Linked DNA regions of Sus scrofa: all the other regions are linked to region 2. The links are chromatin contacts, called in public Hi-C and HiChIP or PLAC-seq maps. All regions are on one chromosome and are shown on one strand. The core of a region is the stretch at or near the end of the contact, and the rest is flanking DNA. Distances in the headings are between cores, read along the strand shown.

Region 1 (5,033 bases), core at 195-2,694, 150 kb after region 2:
AGTCTATTAAGTGTGGGATAACATTTAGTCTTTAAAAAAAAAAATGTACATACCTTCATTTAAAAATGTTTTACTGCTTAAAAATGTCAAAACAATTACAAGAGTAATGTAAAAGATCACTGATCACAGATCCACACAACAAATACAATAATAAAAAAGCAAAGTATCACGAGAATGACAGAAATGTGACAGAGGCAGGAAGTAAGCAGATGCTGTTGGCAAAATGGCGCCCATAGGCTCTCTCCACACAGCATTTCCACAGACCTTCAATTTGTTAAAAAACTGCAATATCTGCAAAGAACAAAAAGGCAAAGCACAGTGAAACGAGGTACGCCTGTATTTGTCTTTTCGACTAAAACCTCTTTAAGGTAAAGACAGGTTTTTCTTTTTTCCTTACTCCTACAGTGACTAGTATACAGGCACTCTGTTAATATGTACTTATAGATCGGTAGACTCTTTGTGGTGCTGAGTGAAAGGTTTTACCAAAAAGAAAAAATAAACTTAATAAAAAGGGCTATGTGTTAGCAGAGTGCTATAATATCTGCATTAAAACCATCAGTGTGTTACAACATAATTTAATTTTTTAATAGTCAGTCTTTGTGTTTGTTCTGAATAGGGAATCTCTGTTACTGCAAGAAATGTTTGAATCACCCTTTAGCAAGTGGCATAGTTTTGTTTAACATGCATGCAATCGCTGCCAATTGCAGCCCAGGGATGGCTCTCCCCAATGAAGCATGACCCAGCAAACCCGTAGGGGGTTTCAACTATGTCCTCAGAGACAAATGCTAAAGATTTCTGGGGACAGGCCAAGCCTAACAGGGGGTGAAGAATTCCAAAGGATTAATGGCCATGAATTCAAGATCGTTAATTAATTCCTACACAAGGATATGAGTTAATTTCATACTGTTTGGAGTAAGTTATAGAAAACTAAACATTGAATGAAAACATAAATATTTCTGACATTCTCCATCTTCTCCCTCCCTCCCTCATTCTCCTCCTCTAAGAAAATGAACAACCACCCCCTTCACTCAGTGTATGTATACATACATGTAAGTCTGTAGTGAGAACAGCTATCGTTTCTTCTGGAAGGAGACTCAGATTCCTAAGGTGAAGGACACTGCTCCCGGCCTCCCAACCATTCCCTGGGAAAGTTAAAAATAAGTTCCGCTGAAAAAAATAAGTTGGCACTTGTTATTTGAGAAAATTACTTTATTCCAGGAACTGCCTCATGTAGCAGAAATTTATTTACCATCTGTGTGGACTTTAAAAATTTTCCATCTTAACTGATACACAACTGAAATAGAAACAGACTTTCCGTGCGTAGGTTTTCCACAGGCCTCAATTTTTTAAAGGGTGTTAGCTAAGAAACTTTGGGGATTTTTGTGGTCCCAGAGTGGGAGAGCTTCATGACTGCCCCTCAGCCCTGAGATCTCCTTCGGGGGAAAGGCCTCGTGCTGATGTCACCCAAGGAAGTGGGTGGGAGTAGATGGGGCGAGGGAATCTGCAAGGAGCCTTCCAGGGACTTTGCTGAAAGCCATTCTTTATACTAAAAGGCCATTAGAATAGTTACCTAGCACATAATGCTCAAATAACAAAATAAAAATAAAAGTCCCTTGGGTAATAAATTACTTTTTTCTGACTCACTTTTAAGTGATATCAGATAAAGCAAATGTGCTTTCCTTTTATTCAGCTGTATCAAGGAATTGTTTTATTCAAATATTGCATTAAATTCTTCTACAAGTAGAATTAGCTTTGTTCACTAAGGAAAAAAAATGGAGCTGGATGGATGACTGAACACAAGCTGATTTATTGTTAGGCAGTGCTTTATATAAATGAGAGAAAAATCAAGGGACATCCAATTGCCACTTTTTATACAAAATAAGCTGCCCTGTCCAGATGTTATCCTAGAATACTGAGCTATTATACCACTGTTCTGGTGGATAAAAACTAGAGTCGCCTATATATTTAATTCTTTTCACAATTTATGCTTTCCCTTCGGAAAAACTCAAGGGCTTTAGATAATTTAAAGATCTGCATAGATTTTAGCAAAGCAATATCATACTTCCATAGCCATGCAACTTGAACAACTAAAGTTGTTTAGAAGGTCAAAATCATGTCAAATTAGGAAGGTTATGTATTTCAGTAATATTTATCATTATTTCTTATTGAAATATTTCATGTTAATCTTAACATGAAATACAAATTTCATGTTAACAATACAATAACAAATACAAACTTCAATAAAAAGTTTAGGATATTGCAAATCACACTATCTATACTTTATCTTTGAAATTCCTATAATTTCTGCTATTTGAGCATTAGCTATCTGCCAGCACCAGATCCAGACTCTTTATGTGTATTATCTCATTTAATCATCATTAACAACTTACACATTACATAGAAAGTGGTAGATGAAAAAACTAAGGCATTGACAAATAAGGAACATAATTCCAGGTCACAGAGCAATTAAATATCAGAGCTTTTGTTCAGAACTTGGTGAGTTAGGGCTCCAAATCTCATTATTCTGGACATGGTGTGGGCACTAGGACCAGGCATTAATGTGAAAACCCAATTCTAATGGAATACATAGGATCTTTTAGAAAAGCTATATTGATCTCACTTTTTAAGGCTTTATTTAAAATATAGATGACTTCCAGAACTTCCAAGACTGTGGTTTATTTATAAAATCGAAAAAAAAAAGGAAAAGGAACTTTTACTCTTTGACCTATGCATTGGAATGTGGGCCTATGGAAATCTTACAGACAGCGCTACTCTTCAGAGCATAATCACTGTGCAGTTCTTTCTCACTCCTAGAAAGCTGGGCTGCTGCACAAAATTCATAAAAGATAGAAAGGGCAAGAGAGTGGATTCTGGAAAGAGACAAAATTCAGTTTGATTCTTGGATCTCGCCACATATTAGATTGTGACACTGAGGAAGTTATTTCATCTGCAGTTGCATCTATTGGCAGAGTTAGGGTAACAGTGAGTCCTAAGCATGGAAAATTATTATCACAAAATCTGTCACAAGGGAGACAAATAAATGAATTCCTATGCAAGAACATGCATTAATTTTATACTGTTTAGAGTAAGTTGATGATGATGATCTGACTCATGGGAATTGATAATGAAAGGGGTTGGTGTTACTAGGAAAATATGAGAAGTAGTATACATGTAACTGAATTCCACATATTCTTTAAAAACAATTGCTTCTGCGAGAACAAAAACTCTGATCACATCCTCATTCTACCTCCCCTCAGCATCAGTGTGTTATTGCTTTGCACAATCATTTTTTACTTTTTATTTGTTTTACAATCAAAAAGAATATGGAATTGAAGTGAAAAAGCAAAGTTGAGAGGCTAATCTCTTAAATTGCTGCTGTGTCTTGTGTAAGTTGGCCTCTCTGTGTCAAAACTTCTTCAAGGTAAAGATGTAATAATTTTTACTTTACTATATTATTAAAATGGTTGAAAAGGAGACTTCCCTTTAAGCAGGGTGGCCCAAAAGGAACTTCCTGTTTCAGTCCACCTAAACCCTGGAAAGGACTTTTTTAGATGCCATGGGTTTCACGAAGGGTAGGGAAGACCACCAGTGAGCATCTCTTCATGAGCTACGGGCAAAAGAAAGACCTGGAACTTTGATGGGAGCCTGAGTAGTGGGCAGCAGGGAAGAATAGGGTTGCTGAGGACACGTACTAAGAGCAGCATTACAGCTGGGAAACTGAGTCTTGAGCCAACTTTAGGATGGGAAGGGGAGCCCAAGCTAAGCTAAGCCCCTCAAGTTTGTTAGTATCTCCTAGCCCCTGGCATAAGCAAAGCCTCTCCAGCCAAAAAAAACAAATCCCCAGTTCTCAAATTATGACCACAGAATTCACATCTACTAAGATCAAGAATGATATTCAATTACAAATTATAAAACAGAGAAGACAGCTTCTGCAACTGAGGATATATCAGAAGAGGGGAGTTCAGAGTTAAAAAGCTCAAAGTTTCTTGTACGTCTCAGGAAAGTAGGGGTTAAATTAAGATTTTTTTCACCTTTAGATTTTATAACATAAATTTGCCATACTAAAAATAAATGGTAAGATTTCAAGAATGATTACTGAAGGACTGGACTTGGGTGAATAAATTGCAGAGAACAAAATGGGATACAAATAAGTTAAAAAATTCAATCAGTACCCAAATAAATGCAGAATATATTAAATATGGAATAAATAAAATAGAAAAATGTTAAATGTTAACATGGTATGACAGAATCTAATTATTGATTATATAAGGAGGTAGAATAAGGAAGTGATATCAATTATATCAATAATCACAATACATGTCAACGGATTTCAATATTCAGTTAAAAGTTTATTATATGGGAAAAAATATTCCTACCAAATGCTGTAAAACTAAGGACTTGGAAAGGAAAAGGAAAATATAAAAGATAAATAAAAGAAATAAAGATATTTAAGGCAAAGAAATTATTAAAATCACCACACAAAATTGTAAATCACTAATATTGATAAAAGTTTCAGTTCACCCTGAAAATGTAATGGTTGTAAACTACAAAACAAATAAATAGACTAAAAATATGTAAAGAAAATATTAACATAACTAGGTAGAAATTGTGAAAAATCTATAGTTTGGGTATTAAGCTATTAGATCTCTTGAATATTGAGAGTGCAAGTAAAAAATTAGTAAAGAATAGGTGATTTAAGCAACACAATAATCAAGCTTAATGTAGAACTCTGCACACAATAATTAGAACATACATAATTTTGAAAATTGATATTTGTAGACCATGAAGTGTGTTTCAATAAATTTCAAAAAAAATGCTATCACATTTTTATCACATTAACAAGTAGGTTAGAATTTAGTAATAGAAATATCCTCACATTTGTAAATTAAAAGATATTTACATTAATCATTCAAGAAACAGACTCATAATTAAAATTTTAAAAATAATAACTCAATGATAATAAGAACAATAATGTACATCTACTCATATGGAATGCAATAAAGAGAAGTGCTTATAGGGAAATATAAAGCATT
Region 2 (5,199 bases), core at 1,667-4,166:
CGTACATAAGTGATATATGGTATTTGTCTTTCTCTTTCTGACTTACTTCACTAGTATGGTAATCTCTAGTCACCATGTTGTTTTGTTATTTATCTGTTTGCACATTTCAACATCTTCCAAATAACTATTAACTTTGCATGGCCAGAAACAGTATTTTATTCACCTCTAACTTACTAGTACATAGGACAAAGTACACCACATAGTAGGTTCTCAGTAAAAGTTTGCATCAGTGAAGGAATGAATGAATAAATGGATGACCCTTCACAGTCTCACCTTGACCACATTTCAAGTATCATAATTCCCACAGTCCTTTCTGAGTGGATTGCAAAATCAGCACGCTCTGCACTTTTCCCAGGATGGTGGGAGGAATTGCTTATCTAGTCCCTTTTATTTGGGGCCAAAAGGAATTACTTTTGGGAAGATTGCCCTGCTGGAAACAGCAATCTTTTCACTCTTTTTTTTCTCTTGATTTCCCTTTTTGAATTCCTTTTGTCATATCAGCCTAAAAAGGACTTAAGGCATGTTTCTGTGCCCACTAAAAGCTCCTGCCAAAGATAAGCAAAGAATAGGAAAAATTGGAATAGCCTTGTTAGATTTCTGTCATTATGGATAATTGAGCTTTTTATAGTATGATTTAATTTTTACAATTAAAAAACAGAGAAAAGAACTACCGTGGTTGAAAAAAGTTCTACTGCTCTGTTAAAATTTATTTTCTAGTCTACCAAAAATAATCAGATCAATAACATGTTTTTTAAAAATTATGGAAGATACAAGATATTTTGGAAACCAAGGAACAGATTAGTTGACTGTTTCATTTGGGGTTTTTCTTTCACTCACTTTTCAAACTGGAGTTTGTGAGTTTGCCTGATAAAGTTCAATCAACTGGCTCAATAGAGAAGTGTAATCTAGCTTCCTGTGTCCAAGTAAGATTTTTAGTAACACCTTTTAAAATGATGAGATGGCAATTACCTCCTGTACCTCATACCAGTTCAAAATGAAATGAAATTCAAATCCATTACTTGGTTAAAAGGTCACATTCTAGTCCATCTTTGCCAAAATTAAACAACGCTGTAGTTTCCCAGGAATTCCCTATGTTTACAAGTCTTAAAAAATAATTATTCAAGGACATTTCAAAAGTTTGCATTAATTACCAAGAGAAAAAGACATTTTAAGAATAGCATAATAAGTCATAATAAGATCTCCCAAGTACATAAAGTGTTAGGGATGTACAGGAGTTGGTGACCAGCTTGGTTTCCACCAGGAAGGGTGCCTGACTGCAGATCTCCAAGGGCCTTGGCAAAGCCAGTGACCATGCCCTTCCTCAACACCCATGGAAATCCAGCAACCATCTAAGAGGGTGCCTGGAAAAAGATGCCCTGTAGGAGCAGTAATTTAACCTTTTAAAAATTAGGTTTTAAATGTTTTAAAAATTAAGTCCAGGGGCTTTGGGAGCACCTCTCCATTAACCCAAATACTTGCAGCATATTCTAAGTTACAATCATGCATATCATGCATGGAAAAAAATAGTGTGAGAAAGAACAGCTTGATCTTCAAGTAAAGGGTTGACGTCTAAGGATATTTTCTAAGGATTTCAGAAATGAAATGCACTCTCAGATGGCTGCTTTACCATGTTTGATAAGTTAAGGGAGATCATCATCATCCACATATATCCTTTTCTCTCCCCCTCCTCTTCCTTCTCCTTTCCCAGTTCTCCATATGTTTTCGCCTATATGTTTTGTGATTTGAAAGTTCCTAGTGTGTAACTATGTGGGGAAGGCAACATATTCCACAGCAATTGACTCTAATGGATATTATTCCAAATTGCGCTTCCCTGCAACATGCAAAAATTGTGAACTTGATACATCTTAACTGAAAGAGGCACAGAAAGCAGTTAATAAATATTGGTCAAGGCCAGCCTCCTAGAGTATGCCATCCCCGTCTCCATGTCCCAGCCATCACCAGATCGTTATGTGACATTTGAGAATTTGGAGGTCATATACAATTATCTCCAATGTAATAAAGTGGGTTAGAGTAAACATGGGGTGATCAATTAAAGGATAACTTAATCAGAAAGTACCCTTGCCTAAATACTGGGTGCTCTCTCTCTTGCAGTTGGCCATTAAGAACATTATTTGAGAATTGCATAATTATGTAGATCAAAAATGGAAATTGTGTGACAGGTCAGAGGGAAAAACAAGGACGTCAAAATAGAAGAAATCAACCCAAGGATTCTGGATTTTATAGCACCTTCCCAGGGCAAAGTAACCAAAATCAATGTCAAAGTATATCATCCTGATTCCAGGGCATGTTTTAAATGTGCAGAAACTGGATCCAAGTAAACATTTAATAAATATCTACTTTTTTAAAAAAGTAAATAGCTCTGGTCAGAGTCTGCTTGTTCCTTTCCATGGTCCCTCAGAGATGTGAAAGTTCTTGGATCGCTTTCAGGTTCATGCCTTCATAGTCACATGCCATGGAAGTTATTATTGGCCAAGAAATAAGTGCATGCCAATTCAGTTTGTGCAATATTAATGCTCTGGAATGTAAAAAGTGCCAACCATATGAACATATTGCTACAAATAATCTTGAATAATAAAGATCATATTTTTTAACCTTAATACAAGTTTATTTCAATTAAAAATCATCCAGAAGTGAATGGATAACCTGACATCAAGAAATGGCAATATATAAAACATAATCGATTAGTAGCCTTAATTTACTTTGCTATGTGATTCATCACTAACAACTTTTGAATATCCCTGATATATAGTGAATTGAAATCTCAAGCTACTGAATAGTTATTTGATGTTAACAAAGAACAGATTATATTCAGATCTTGTGCAGTTTATAGTGCATCTGATTTTTATTAGTGTTTGGCTGGTTGCTTCCTTAATTCTTCCAATTTTTTTTTTTTTTTACTAAAGTTGTTCTCAGTTGAGTTTAGCAAGCAAGATGAGCTCTCATTTTATTATCAAAGTTTCCAGCACATAATAATAAAAAGCTATGATGTAGTTGTATAAATATCCCAATTGCCTAGCAATAAGAAAGAACATACAAATAAGATAAATAATTATCAACTGAGGCACACTCCAGGAAATTATCCCAGTGTTTTTCTTTTTCAATTCTAAATCTATTGCTTTTTTTCTTCCAAGGTAATGGCACCATTTCTATTTGGAATACAGATATACTTTTTATCACATTCACATTTTTACTGAGTAGTTATAGATGGATATATTAGGTAGATATATTAAGAAAAACAGTATCATAATTAAAAATGTTTGAACATATCTAATGTTTCAGAAATTCTATTACTAATTAGCAATAACAGACTTTTTGTTTGTTTGTTTGTTTTTTAGGGCCACACTCAGGGCATATGGAGGTTCCCAGGCTAGGGGTCTAATAGGAGCTACAGCTGCTGGCCTACGCCAGAGCCACAGCAATGCCAGATCTGAGCCGCATCTGCGACCTACACCACAGTTCACAGCAATGCAGGATCCTTAACCCACTGAGCAAGGCCAGGGATGGAACCTGTAACCTCATGGTTTCTAGTCGGATTCGTTTCCGCTGCGCCACAAAGGGAAATTCAGTAGCAGACTTTTTTTAATGTTTCTTTAAGAAATACACAAAACAGCGTTCCTGTTGTGGTGCATCGGAAAGGAATCCGAATAGAAACCAAGAGGTTACGCGTTCCATCCCTGGCCTTGCTCAGTGGGTTAAGGATCCTGCATTGCCGTGAACTGTGGTGTAGGTCGCAGATGCGACTCAGATCTGGCATTGCTGTGGCTCTGGCGTAGGCCAGCAGCTGTAGCTCCTATTAGACCCCTAGCCTGGGAACCTCCATATGCCATGAGTGTGGCCCTAAAAAGCAAAAAAAAAAAAAAAAAAAAAAGAAAGAAAAAAAGAAAAGAAATACACAAAACATACATGTGGTTTAAAAACTCAAATATTTCTAGAAAATCTAGAATTAAAAACAAGTTGCAGTCCTAATCACTATTTTTCTGTTTCTGCTTTCAGAGACAAAAATCATTTGTTGTTCTCAATTCATTATCTGGTGATTATCTCTTCATTTCTGAATCATGTATTTATACTGAGGTTTTTGTTTTGTTGATTACTGACATTATTTATTGAGTTTCTAACAGGAAAAGAGAGAATTCACCTATCCTAAGCTTTAGTTTTCCTGCTCCTTCTTTCCAACAGTAATTCTTTGCTTATAGATGCTTCCCTGGTTACTGTTGCAACTTTAAAAAATCGATTTAAACCACTTTTTCTTGATCCATTAATGATAGGAAATGAGGAACTTTGTGAAATGAGGAACTTCTCTTTCCTACCTTTCCTTCCATTCTCCTTTCCCTTTCACATATGTCAACTATGCATTTAAGTTTTATATCAGCAGAGTTGATAATAGCTATGTTCTGCTCTGTCTGGTTAATCTCTGAAATGGGTCAATTAGTGGAGTTTATCAACAACAAAAAATTTTTTTAAATCTCTACTCACTTGCATCATATTCTCAAGTTTTTCTAAAGTTTCAATCGTATTTTAGACCACCTATTTTTACCCCCAGAGAGGTTAGTCACAAATAATTCCATCAATGCTTCTCATTCTGGTTTTGTGGGCCTACTGCCTATCTGACCATCTAAGAAGTCCCTTTAATGTTACTTCAGGTTGGCTCTACTATTTCCTAAATCCTATTTTTCCCTCATGAAACTATGCAATATCATTTTATATCACTAATATTCTTCACTTTTTAAAATATTTAATAGTTGGAGATTGCAGTGATCCTCTATGCCTCTTAAGTTTTCTGTCACTATATCTAGTCTGTCCTATATTCTAGAAGTTTGACCTCAATTTATTTTCTAAGACTTCATTTTTATTTTAAAAAAAGTTTTTATTATCCAAAAGATTTCTTTATGTCCTGATTGTGTTCCCTCAAAAGTGTAGCTGAAAGCACATATATGTGTTAAAATTCCACAAACTTCAAATATGTGTATTTTATCTTATGTAACTTATGTTTCAATAAAGGCTTTACAAGCTGGAAAAAGTCCATTTATCTCCATTTTTATTGTTGGGTATTACTTTCTCATTCTTCTGAAATATCTTTATTGATGATTTCTTTATTTCTACCCTTGTCAGTCTTGAAAAATATCCTCCACAGCTTGTAATAAACATCTTTTAGCATGTGCCCACATCATGTAAGGCTTC
Region 3 (4,704 bases), core at 694-3,193, 230 kb after region 2:
TTCTTGGGTCCAGACAGCCTCTTATTATATATGTCTGCTACATTTCCAAAAGCATCCTGGTGAAGCTACCCCTAGAACTTCTCTGCTGCCGGAGGGGCATGTTCACTGCTAAAGTTTCATCATCACTAAGTCATGAGATCTGAGTGCCATGAAACAAAAACAGGAGTTCCTGTAGTGGTGCAGCGGAAACGAATCCGACTAGGAACCATGAGGTTGCTGGTTTGAACCCTGGCCTTGCTCAATGGGTTAAGGATCCAGCGTTGCCATGAGTTGTGGTGTAGGTTGCAGATGTGGCTTGGATCTGGCGTTGCTGTGGCTGCAGTGTAGGCCGGCAGCTATGGCTCCGATTAGACTCCTAGCCTGGGAACCTCCATATGCCACAGGTGCAGCCCTAAAAAAACAAAAAAAAAAAAAAAGAAAAGAAAAGAAACAAACACATTTGGGAGAGAGCAGACTCCAGATCAGAGCAACTTGACTTAGCCTGTATCTGGAATTTCTGCTGGTCCAGATCATTACATTCTATAGTTCAGACATCAGACTGTAGATAGTTTCACTTTTTTTTTTTTTTACTGTCTATTGGGGAGTCAAATCAGAATTTTAAATAACTTTAGATTGATAAAAACATTTAGAATTCAGAGCTAATTTAATTTCCACTTAAATGTATTTGCTACACAAATATTTACTAAGTATTAAATTTTACATTTTGAGCTTCATGAATATATCAAGATTGGGCAATCTTCTCCCTACTTATAGCAAACTTATAGATTTTTCTGTATTAAATGGAATATTATTAACACTATGATGTTAATATATTAACATTATTATTAACAATACTATTAACAATATTATTAATACCATGATGTCTACATATATTTTTGTCAGCATTTTTAATATTCTCTTATATAGTTACATTGACCAAAAAGACTTGCATATTTGTTAGAGAGAATTTTTTCATTTCTAGTAAATATGAATTTTTAAAATATGTATTAGACATTTGAACAACTTACCTTAATCAGAATGTAAAGAACATTATTAGCCATGTGTAATATATCTAACAGATATATTCATGTCCTTATGAAATTATTCTACATTTTATTAAACAAAGCCTTTCTAATTTATAATGTAGCTGAACTCTAATACTTTTAAAGTTATGAACATTAATGTTATGAAACAATTCTTTTTTTTTTTTCAAAAAAAAATTAAACTGTAAGAACTCAATATGGCCACTGTGCTAGGCACTAGGATAAAATTTAAGGAAAAAAAGATGGGGAAATTACATGATTGGAATCTTTGGAATCAGACTCTGGGGCCAAAAATTGCCCAGAGTAGCTTTATTGGTGAGTGTTCTTGGGAGATGGACATGCATGGAAGTGAGGAAGGCAGAGGGCGGAGTTGGTTGAGCTACAATGCAGTAACAATTACAGCCTCAGCTGATTCTCTGGAGCTCTCTGGAGCTTGTGTGGCCCTTCAGGGTTGTCCCAAATTGAGACAAGGAGGTTGGATCCCTGCACCAGTCAACTATGGGTCTTATGCTGCCCCTAGAAAGTGATGTAATATTGAATGAGGCAGTCCTGGCTGTGAAGGGCATTTCTCAGGGGAAACAGCTGCAGCCATTGGCAGCCACTTTTCCCAGCAGTAGGGGAATTGATGCATTAGCCCTAGGAGCAGCTGCTTAGACCACACATGTCATGGCCTTCAGCTTCACGGGGAGCAGTCTGTGATGAAAGAAACAGAGACCCAAATATGTGGTTATGAAAAGATGTACTTAGTACCATATTAAAGTCATTAGCAAATCTAAGTTTGAATGTTAAAAAAATGTATTATTTCTTTCAGAGAAGTTGGGAACCCTTAGGTAAGACTTCCCAGAGGCATTGACAATGGAATGTGGTCTTTCCCAGATGACCAAAAAAGAAGAGAAATAACATGTAATGAGCATCAGAAAACAAAAATATTAGTCCACTCAGGGTATATTGAGCAATCTAGCTTGAGAAAAGAATGGGATACATAACTACACCTAGCAGAAAAGGCAGCTAGAATAGCCTTTGGACGAATTTGTGGATAACTTTCAATACCCTGACCAAAACATATACCTTAAGAGAAATATGGGGATGGCTTTTAAACGAGAAAATAAAGTCATTTGGTTTATATTTTAAAGAACGAGAATCTCACAAATGCAGGAAAAAAAGCAGAATCAGAGTGTGGGGTTTTAGGAGACATCAGAAGGAGCTGGGAAGAGCAGATAAGCTTTTGTGATAATGATTTAGGCCCAGGAGAGTGGTGGCCTGAAGAGAACAGTGATAAGGAGCAGAGAAGATACACTAGTGGAAGTAGAACTGATAGTGTTTTGCAAAGGAGGAGAGAAGGAAGGATTAAAGGTGGATTCAAAATTTATATCTTGGAAAAGCAAGTAAATGGCAGGGTCACTAAGAGAATAGAGAAGCAGAAGTAGGTATGAGAAGAAAAATCAGTGCTTTTTTTAATAAATCAACCTTATTAAGATATGATTTACATGTTATAAAATGTACCCATTTAAGTACACATGCTTCTAGGATGTTTTTGGCAATAATGGAAGGAAGGAATAACAGAGGCTAGTGGAAGACGTTTTATTGAGGGAAGATTTATTATCTTTTTCTGTATCTTTTTTTTAGGGATGTGATAATGTGTTAAATATGTACCTCCTATTGGAATGAAATCACAAAACAAATTAATTTTTTCTTACCCTTTCCACAACAAGCACCCATAGCAGCTGCTTTTCTCCCTCCCTCGCTTAGACAAAAACTCAGGGACTCCCACAGCTCTTTCTAGATACTGTTAAGTAATGCAGTCATTTTAAATTCCATAATATAGCAGGCTTGAATCAGAAATGAAAAAGTTCGATCCCTTTAATAATCAACATTTCAGTCTTCCTTTATCTGTAAGGCTTCTCCCCATTCCACTAGTCCATCCTGCGAAATGCAGGTGTCTGCCTGCAGCCAGGAAAGATTAGAGATAGAGAGTCAGCTTCCTTTTCCTTTCTAGCTTACCGTATACATCACTTGCTAGCAGCTATGTCATGGGATGTGAAAGGAAGAGGAGAACAGGAAACTCCTACTGCAGAGCATAAGGTTCTATGGGTCTAGAAGATGTTCAAGAATCTCTCACCCACTCTATCAGTTCTCTTTTGCAATACAAACTTTAGGGTTTAGATCAGAACTTCATTTTAACATGCTATCACAGGGGTCTGTGTCCTGAGATGTGATTAGGACTGCCAGGGAACACACTTCTTCTCTAAAGCTATCTGAGAAATAAGCATACTGAGCAAGATAAAACCACAAGTTCAAGGTTATTGTGGTACTTTTTGGTCATTGACTGAAACTATATTCAGACAGGACTAAAGATAGGTACACACAACCCAAAACTAGATGAGTACCACCCTTCAGTTCCTTGATTGGCCCAGCCAAAGGTATGACTTATATCCCCCTTATGAGGGGAAAATATTTAAAAGTAAGTTTTTTTAAATACATTAAGTCAGAACACATTACAAAGTATTACAAAATAGCCTATACGTTGACTTCAGTTGAGCTCTAAATAAACAAATTTGAGCACAATAAAAAGAACTGATGATGATAGATGTTTAAAATGAATAATTACATTCTTGCAGAGAGAATTAAAAAAAAATGTAAGTGTTTAGAAGTTTGCCTAGACTTTCTTTTTTTTGTATTTTGGGGGGTGTACATGACATAAGTTTTTGTCATCATTGGCTTGATTTCTTTCTTCCTCAGTTCCAACAAGTACTGAAGAAACATCCTTCTGTATGAGTCCATTTCTTGGGAATTGTGATGGGGAAGAGGTTTAATGCAGTGACCAGGGATGGATTCTGCCTGGCCAGGGGTTCTGGACATTCAGTTTGGGGCTGAGCTCTAGAAGCTTCAGTAGCTTCCTGGCAGAAAGAAGATATCAAGAGTTCCCATTTTGGCTCAGCGGGTTACTAACCCGATTAGTACCCATGAGGATGTGGGTTCGATCCATGGCCTTTTTCAGTAGGTTAAGGATCTGGCATTGTCATGAGCTGTGGTGTAGGTCTCAGACTTGGCTCGGATCCCACATTGCTGTGGGTGTGGTGTAGGCTGGCAACTGCAGCTCTGATTCAACCCCTAGCCTGGGAACCTCCACATGCCTCAGGTACAACCCTAAAAAAGCAAAAAAAATAAAGAAGAAGAAGAGGAAGAAGAAGGATGGATTTCAGGGATAAGTACACCTATTGGATCTCAAATGGTCAGATCAAGCGTGGGTGAAGGGAATTAAATCAGACTGACTCCAGGGGACTAAAGAGATACATTCTGACTTAGGAGCTGCTTGGGCAGCAGGAAGAGGCCCCATGGGTAACTGCTTCAGATTCAGACTAAAATATTATTGTTCTTAAGATTTTTGAAAACAATTGGATACTGAGTGTAAATTTTTTCTTATGAAATACCTGAAAACTTTTATTTAAAAATTGCCATCCAAGCAGAAAATAATTATGTGGCAAAAACTACATGATAACATTTAAAAGCAGGACACAAAATATAAATTGTCTCAATGTTTTTCATGAGTTACAATCATATATTTATTATTTTTCGCAATTACTCTAGATATCTCTGAGTTACACAGATAAACGACATTACTCATTAACTGGTTTGAAGAAGATTGTTGTCGTGGATTATTCATAATCCCCTTTGCTGTATA
Region 4 (4,858 bases), core at 1,254-3,753, 170 kb after region 2:
CAGTCAAATTATAGGCAGAGGTAGATATAATCTAACATAATTTCAAATTAACTAATTTTATGTATTTATAAACAAATATATATTTATGAAGAAAATATTTTAAAATATTAATTTCTTTTTTTTTAACTCTACACATGCAGCATATGGAAATTCCCAGGCTAGGGGTCGAATCAGAGCTTCAGCTGAGGACTATGCCACAGCCATGGCAACACCAGATCCAAGCCACATCTGTGACTACACTGCAGCCATACCACATCCTTAACCCACTGAACGAGGCCAGGGATCAAACCTGACTACGTCAGGTCCTTATCCCACTGAGCCACAATGGAAACTCCTAAAAAATTAAATTTGCTTTACCTTTTTTCATTAAATAACTCTTCAAATGTTATTGTAGTCAATGCATTTTTATATAAGATTTCTAAAGACTGTCTCTCAAACAAAATTTGATGCTGGATGCAGCTGAGAACAAGTCAGGCTCAAGGGCAGAACAAGTCAGGCTTAAGGGCAAAACAAGTCTGATTAAGAAATAATCAATTAAAAAAAAGAAATAATAAATAGGGAGTTCTCATTGTGGCTCAGCCGGGTAAGGACCCAAACTTTTCTCTCTGATGATGTGGGTTCCATTCCTGGCTTACTCAGTGGGTTAAGGATCTGGTGCTGTAGCTGCAGCAATGAGGCTCTGATCCAGTGTTGCCATGGATGGCTGTGAAGGAGGCCCCATTTAAAGCTCTGATTCCACCTCTAGCCTGGGAACTTACATATGCCACAGGGAGACAGTAAGAAGAAAAAAAAATTAATTAATTAATTAATTAATTCAATGTGACTTAAACCAGGCAAAGATAATTTTATACCTTTGTTTCTCAAATATATTTACTATTTTCCTTCATCTTAAAGATATCTTAAGGAAATTTGACACACACACATACACACACATATATATGTATCTTTTATTTTATTGTGATGATGATATTATTTGGAAAAATTTGTTCTATGGCTGTTAATTTTGCAAGATTATTCAGAAAAACTTTTCCGACTTAAAATACAAACACTTCAAAATATTAAGTTATGTGCTCAAAAAAGAAAAAATGCTCAGAAAAATAAAGTGCATCATTTCAGTTAAAAATAAATTTACTTTTCAAATTCTAATATTAATTTTATTTTTATGCTAAACCTCTTAACTTTCATTACTTCTAATTTTAATATATTTTATTGCAGAATTTCTCCTTGATTCTTTAAGTACATATTTTCCTAAGTTAATAAGAAAATGATGTCAAAAGATGAATTATGTATTATGAATAAGATTCAGGACTAAAAACTGAGAATCCCAGTGGCACATATAATTGCTGAAACTTTCACAGAAATATAAATTTGGAGAAGTTTTTGATTGGGTATTACAGAGTTATAACTGCCACTAAGTCGAAAAGTATTCCTCAGTTAGACAATACCCTATTGTGTTCTTGATAAGATTTAATTTTTCTTCACATCACATCTCAACTTGCCACTAGCATGCAAAGGGACAACACAGGATTCACTCTTCCCATGTCAGATTCCTAAATCCTGAGCTATGTTTGTCAATATGCATACAATATCCAGTAATTAATACATTTTGAAAATTATACTTCTTGAGTTAATTAAAACAATACCAATACATTTTCTTCTTTGAAAGAGACAATTATCCCTCATTTGACACTGGAAATATTGATTCACGAATTTCAAAATGACCTTCCTTTGTTCTTTCTCTAGCAAAGGCAAAGCTTACCTCTATCTCTCCCTATTATATCAACTCCATCAGAGCTGAGCTATCTGCCAATCTCCACATCTCCAAAGACTATTATTTACTCAAGTCCAACTGTATACTTAGCTTTCTACATAAAAAGAGTCTTTGTCAAGCCCACTGATCTCTGATTCTAGGTCATTTCACAATACTGGGACGATTTTTCTTAATTGCTTCGTAAGGTTAACCTCTGGAATGATTGTGGCTTGTAAGGTACAAGATGTTCATTAAATTGGTTTTTTCAGTAATCCATGAAGTGCCAGCAAACTGGCCTTAACTGCCTGAGTTCATCTGGGTCTCAAAACCAAATGGCTAAAGGATTCAAGCGCAAATGCCCAAAAACCTTGGTCAAGCCCAGAAATGGTTGAGAAAAAATGGTGTTGCCTTCGTTGTCAAATCCGTTACTGTGCATTTGTAGCAGTATGTTAGAAATGACATCACCTGTGACCCCGAATGTTCTCAACCAAGATAGAGTGTTTCTGATTTAAAATGAACAAGTAAATACTGAACACTAAGGAGAAAGGAGAAGGGTGGGATTCATTTTAAGGATAACGTAGACACTACTCCTAAAAGAAATTTTAAGAGGAGAGAAACTATTCTTTCGATCCTGGGAAATCCCATGAATATCGCTTGAAAATACACTTCTATTCCAGGACTTCATGATTCATTACCAAGCTTTTTTCCGTTTGAGTGTCAGTGGATACCCACAGTGATGAAGCATAAGCTGAGCAATTGCGAAGGAGAGTGAGTCACCTGGTCAGAGGCCTGCCCAGCCATAATCACTGATGTTGAGCAAGTCCACTAGAGTTAGTTTCCAAGAAGAGTTTTATTTCAAAATTTGGGCTCATCAGAATAAAAAAAAAATTATTAACGTTTTAGTTATCCATAATGCCAATATCTTGGGCCTTGAATCTTTCACATACGTCACCATCCTGGGAATATGGTTTAGGAGGATTTACACATACACGATTCAAAAATATTTCAGAGCCTGATAGAATGCACATATAAGTTTTCTTAAAAATATGACTCATGGCTGCCCGATGGGAGAGGGAGGGAGTGGGAGGGATCTGGAGCTTGGGCTTATCAGATACAACTTGGAATAGATTTACAAGGAGATCCTGTTGAGTAGCATTGAGAACTATGTCTAGATACTCATATTGCAACAGAACAAAGGGTGGGGAAAAAATGTATACATGTAAGAGTAACTTGCTCCCCATGCTGTACAGCGGGAAAATAAATAAATAAATAAATATAGAATTTAAAAAAAAAAAGAAAAAATATGAAAGCAACAGGGCATTTTAAAGTTTGAGATTAGTTTGCAAAGTATGCTCAAAGGATCAGGAAAACCAAATTGGCAGGTCTCATTGAAAAGAAAAAAAGACATAAAATTTAAAAAATAAAAATAAAAGGCAAGCAACTGCAACCACATCATCCATTCCAGAATAGCAGTTAACACTAGAAAAAAAATTATTTTCTGATTTGTACCTAAATCTTAGCCTATCCTCTGCATAAACGAAAACTGACAATCTCTAGGAAGATTATTTTATTGTACTATTTATCACCCAGAAGAAATAAAGGCAGTATCTAACAAGCAACTTTTTTTTTTCTAAAATAGTATTGAGGGGCAGAAAACAGCAAAGGCTCTGAAGTCGGATAACATGGACAAAAATCCCATCTTCCCACATCTGGTCAATAAAGATGAAAAATGTGAAAATATATGAAAGATAAATGCTTTATAACCACGCATTCACCTGAACCAAATCTAAAACATGCCAAATAGATAGCACTCAATGTCACAAAGAGTTAGTCGTATAAATCATGTACTTAATAAGAAAACATTAGAATTACATGAATGCACAAAAATGTTTTCTAAAAATAATGTTGGAGATGAATTGACTTCCAAGGGCATCATTTTATTTCTAGGGCAAACGAATTGTATTCTGATTCTAAAAATATCAACATTTGAAAAATAGGTTGCTAGTAAGTTGAATTTATAGCATACATGTTACTCAATGCAGTGAAGCCTGGAGCCCTGAACACAGTAAAAGTTTGGGGAACCATTTTAAAGTCACAAGAAACATGAGAACTGAGGCCTAGTTGTTTCATTGTTGTTGTTTTCTTTTTCTCTGGCTTTTGTTTTGTTTTAATTTACACGGGGCCGAAATTTTTGCCTCAAGTGCATGATGATTTAAAACTTAGTCATGACTAAATGAACAAACCCAGGCCATGGTTTCCAATAACAGTTCTTCCCATTTGGAAGGGTTTGTAGAAATCAAGAGATAAAAACATAAAATGAATGTTATTTTTTCATTCCTCACAATTTGAAAATAACAGAGAAAGAAAACAAGTAAGTATTTAAAATTCCCCAAAACACTATATTATGTATGAGATTAAATACTATTACAGTGTTGCTGGAATACTTTATATATTTTTTTATCCTGGGGATTGTTGTTTGAATAGCACTATGACAGTAAAGATGAGCAAGGTAGAAATTTCATTGATCTTGAGGGTAACTGTTATTTTCTGTCATCATTTTTCAGGTTTTTCTGTTCTCATTTGTGGAACATTTGTCCATTTCATTGTTTTACTCTTTTTGGAGGCTATCTTATCATTTTTTCACTGAATATCATAAAGCTAACTTAAATCATCCCGTAACTCTTTGCTTTGGATTCTTTAAGACTTCCTTTGAAATGAAGTATACCGAATATGGGCACAAGGGTTTGAAATTGCATTTCTTTGTATTTCTTAGTTGGAAGTAAAATATGCTGAATTAGATTTGGCTCCTTGGAAAAGTCTTAGGTGCTGAGTATGCAGATTCCTCAGGATTTCAACCTAGAAAAAGAAAGATGTCTGGGTTATTTTTGCTTTGTTTTGCTTTCTTTTACAGCTGTTGCACCTCAGGGTAGGATGATATCACTCACAAAAAGAGGCCTCCCTACAGTAATGTCAGGTTAAGTCTGTAGTCACCGGCATGTCATAGATACTAATTCTGTCCCTACTCATTACTGTGGCTTTTGTGGAATTAACGAGATGTTCTGATCTTTGGGGTTGTCCTAGGCGATAGCTTTAATAATTGGTGGTTCT

Evidence for each region. A called contact is a pair of places that touch in the nucleus more often than the background predicts. HiChIP or PLAC-seq counts read pairs in DNA pulled down with a chosen protein or histone mark.
Region 1: an H3K27ac HiChIP or PLAC-seq map of skeletal muscle shows a contact between it and region 2, with 7 times the contacts expected there. The contact joins two enhancer-like sites. A contact is called at or near these places in 3 of 47 Hi-C or Micro-C datasets (embryonic fibroblasts, heart right ventricle and skeletal muscle) and 1 of 2 datasets of contacts at active chromatin or transcription factors (skeletal muscle).
Region 3: a contact with region 2 is called in an H3K27ac HiChIP or PLAC-seq map of skeletal muscle. The contact joins two enhancer-like sites. A contact is called at or near these places in 1 of 5 promoter capture datasets (liver), 28 of 47 Hi-C or Micro-C datasets (adipocytes, alveolar macrophages, brain and 16 more) and 1 of 2 datasets of contacts at active chromatin or transcription factors (skeletal muscle).
Region 4: a contact with region 2 is called in a Hi-C map of adipose tissue, with 3 times the contacts expected there. The contact joins two enhancer-like sites. A contact is called at or near these places in 5 of 47 Hi-C or Micro-C datasets (adipose tissue, embryonic fibroblasts, heart right ventricle and 1 more) and 1 of 2 datasets of contacts at active chromatin or transcription factors (skeletal muscle).

The regions. Positions count from the first base shown.
Region 1 is chr17:1,518,907-1,523,939 of Sscrofa11.1, reverse strand. The region is part of intron 2 of DLC1 (rho GTPase-activating protein 7); the gene reads left to right. Among named protein-coding and RNA genes, the nearest start is that of C17H8orf48, 89 kb to the left of the region's middle. Within about 2 kb of position 1,444, at least 15 of the 83 cell types and tissues checked have an H3K27ac peak or open chromatin away from gene starts, as enhancers often do. A contact at or near this core is called in skeletal muscle, where this site is marked.
Region 2 is chr17:1,667,043-1,672,241 of Sscrofa11.1, reverse strand. No RefSeq gene overlaps it. Among named protein-coding and RNA genes, the nearest start is that of DLC1, 32 kb to the right of the region's middle. Within about 2 kb of position 2,916, at least 11 of the 83 cell types and tissues checked have an H3K27ac peak or open chromatin away from gene starts, as enhancers often do. A contact at or near this core is called in adipose tissue and skeletal muscle, where this site is marked.
Region 3 is chr17:1,433,845-1,438,548 of Sscrofa11.1, reverse strand. All of the region lies in intron 4 of DLC1 (rho GTPase-activating protein 7), which reads left to right. Among named protein-coding and RNA genes, the nearest start is that of C17H8orf48, 170 kb to the left of the region's middle. Within about 2 kb of position 1,943, at least 4 of the 83 cell types and tissues checked have an H3K27ac peak or open chromatin away from gene starts, as enhancers often do. A contact at or near this core is called in skeletal muscle, where this site is marked.
Region 4 is chr17:1,498,981-1,503,838 of Sscrofa11.1, reverse strand. All of the region lies in intron 2 of DLC1 (rho GTPase-activating protein 7), which reads left to right. Among named protein-coding and RNA genes, the nearest start is that of C17H8orf48, 110 kb to the left of the region's middle. Within about 2 kb of position 2,503, at least 8 of the 83 cell types and tissues checked have an H3K27ac peak or open chromatin away from gene starts, as enhancers often do. A contact at or near this core is called in adipose tissue, where this site is marked.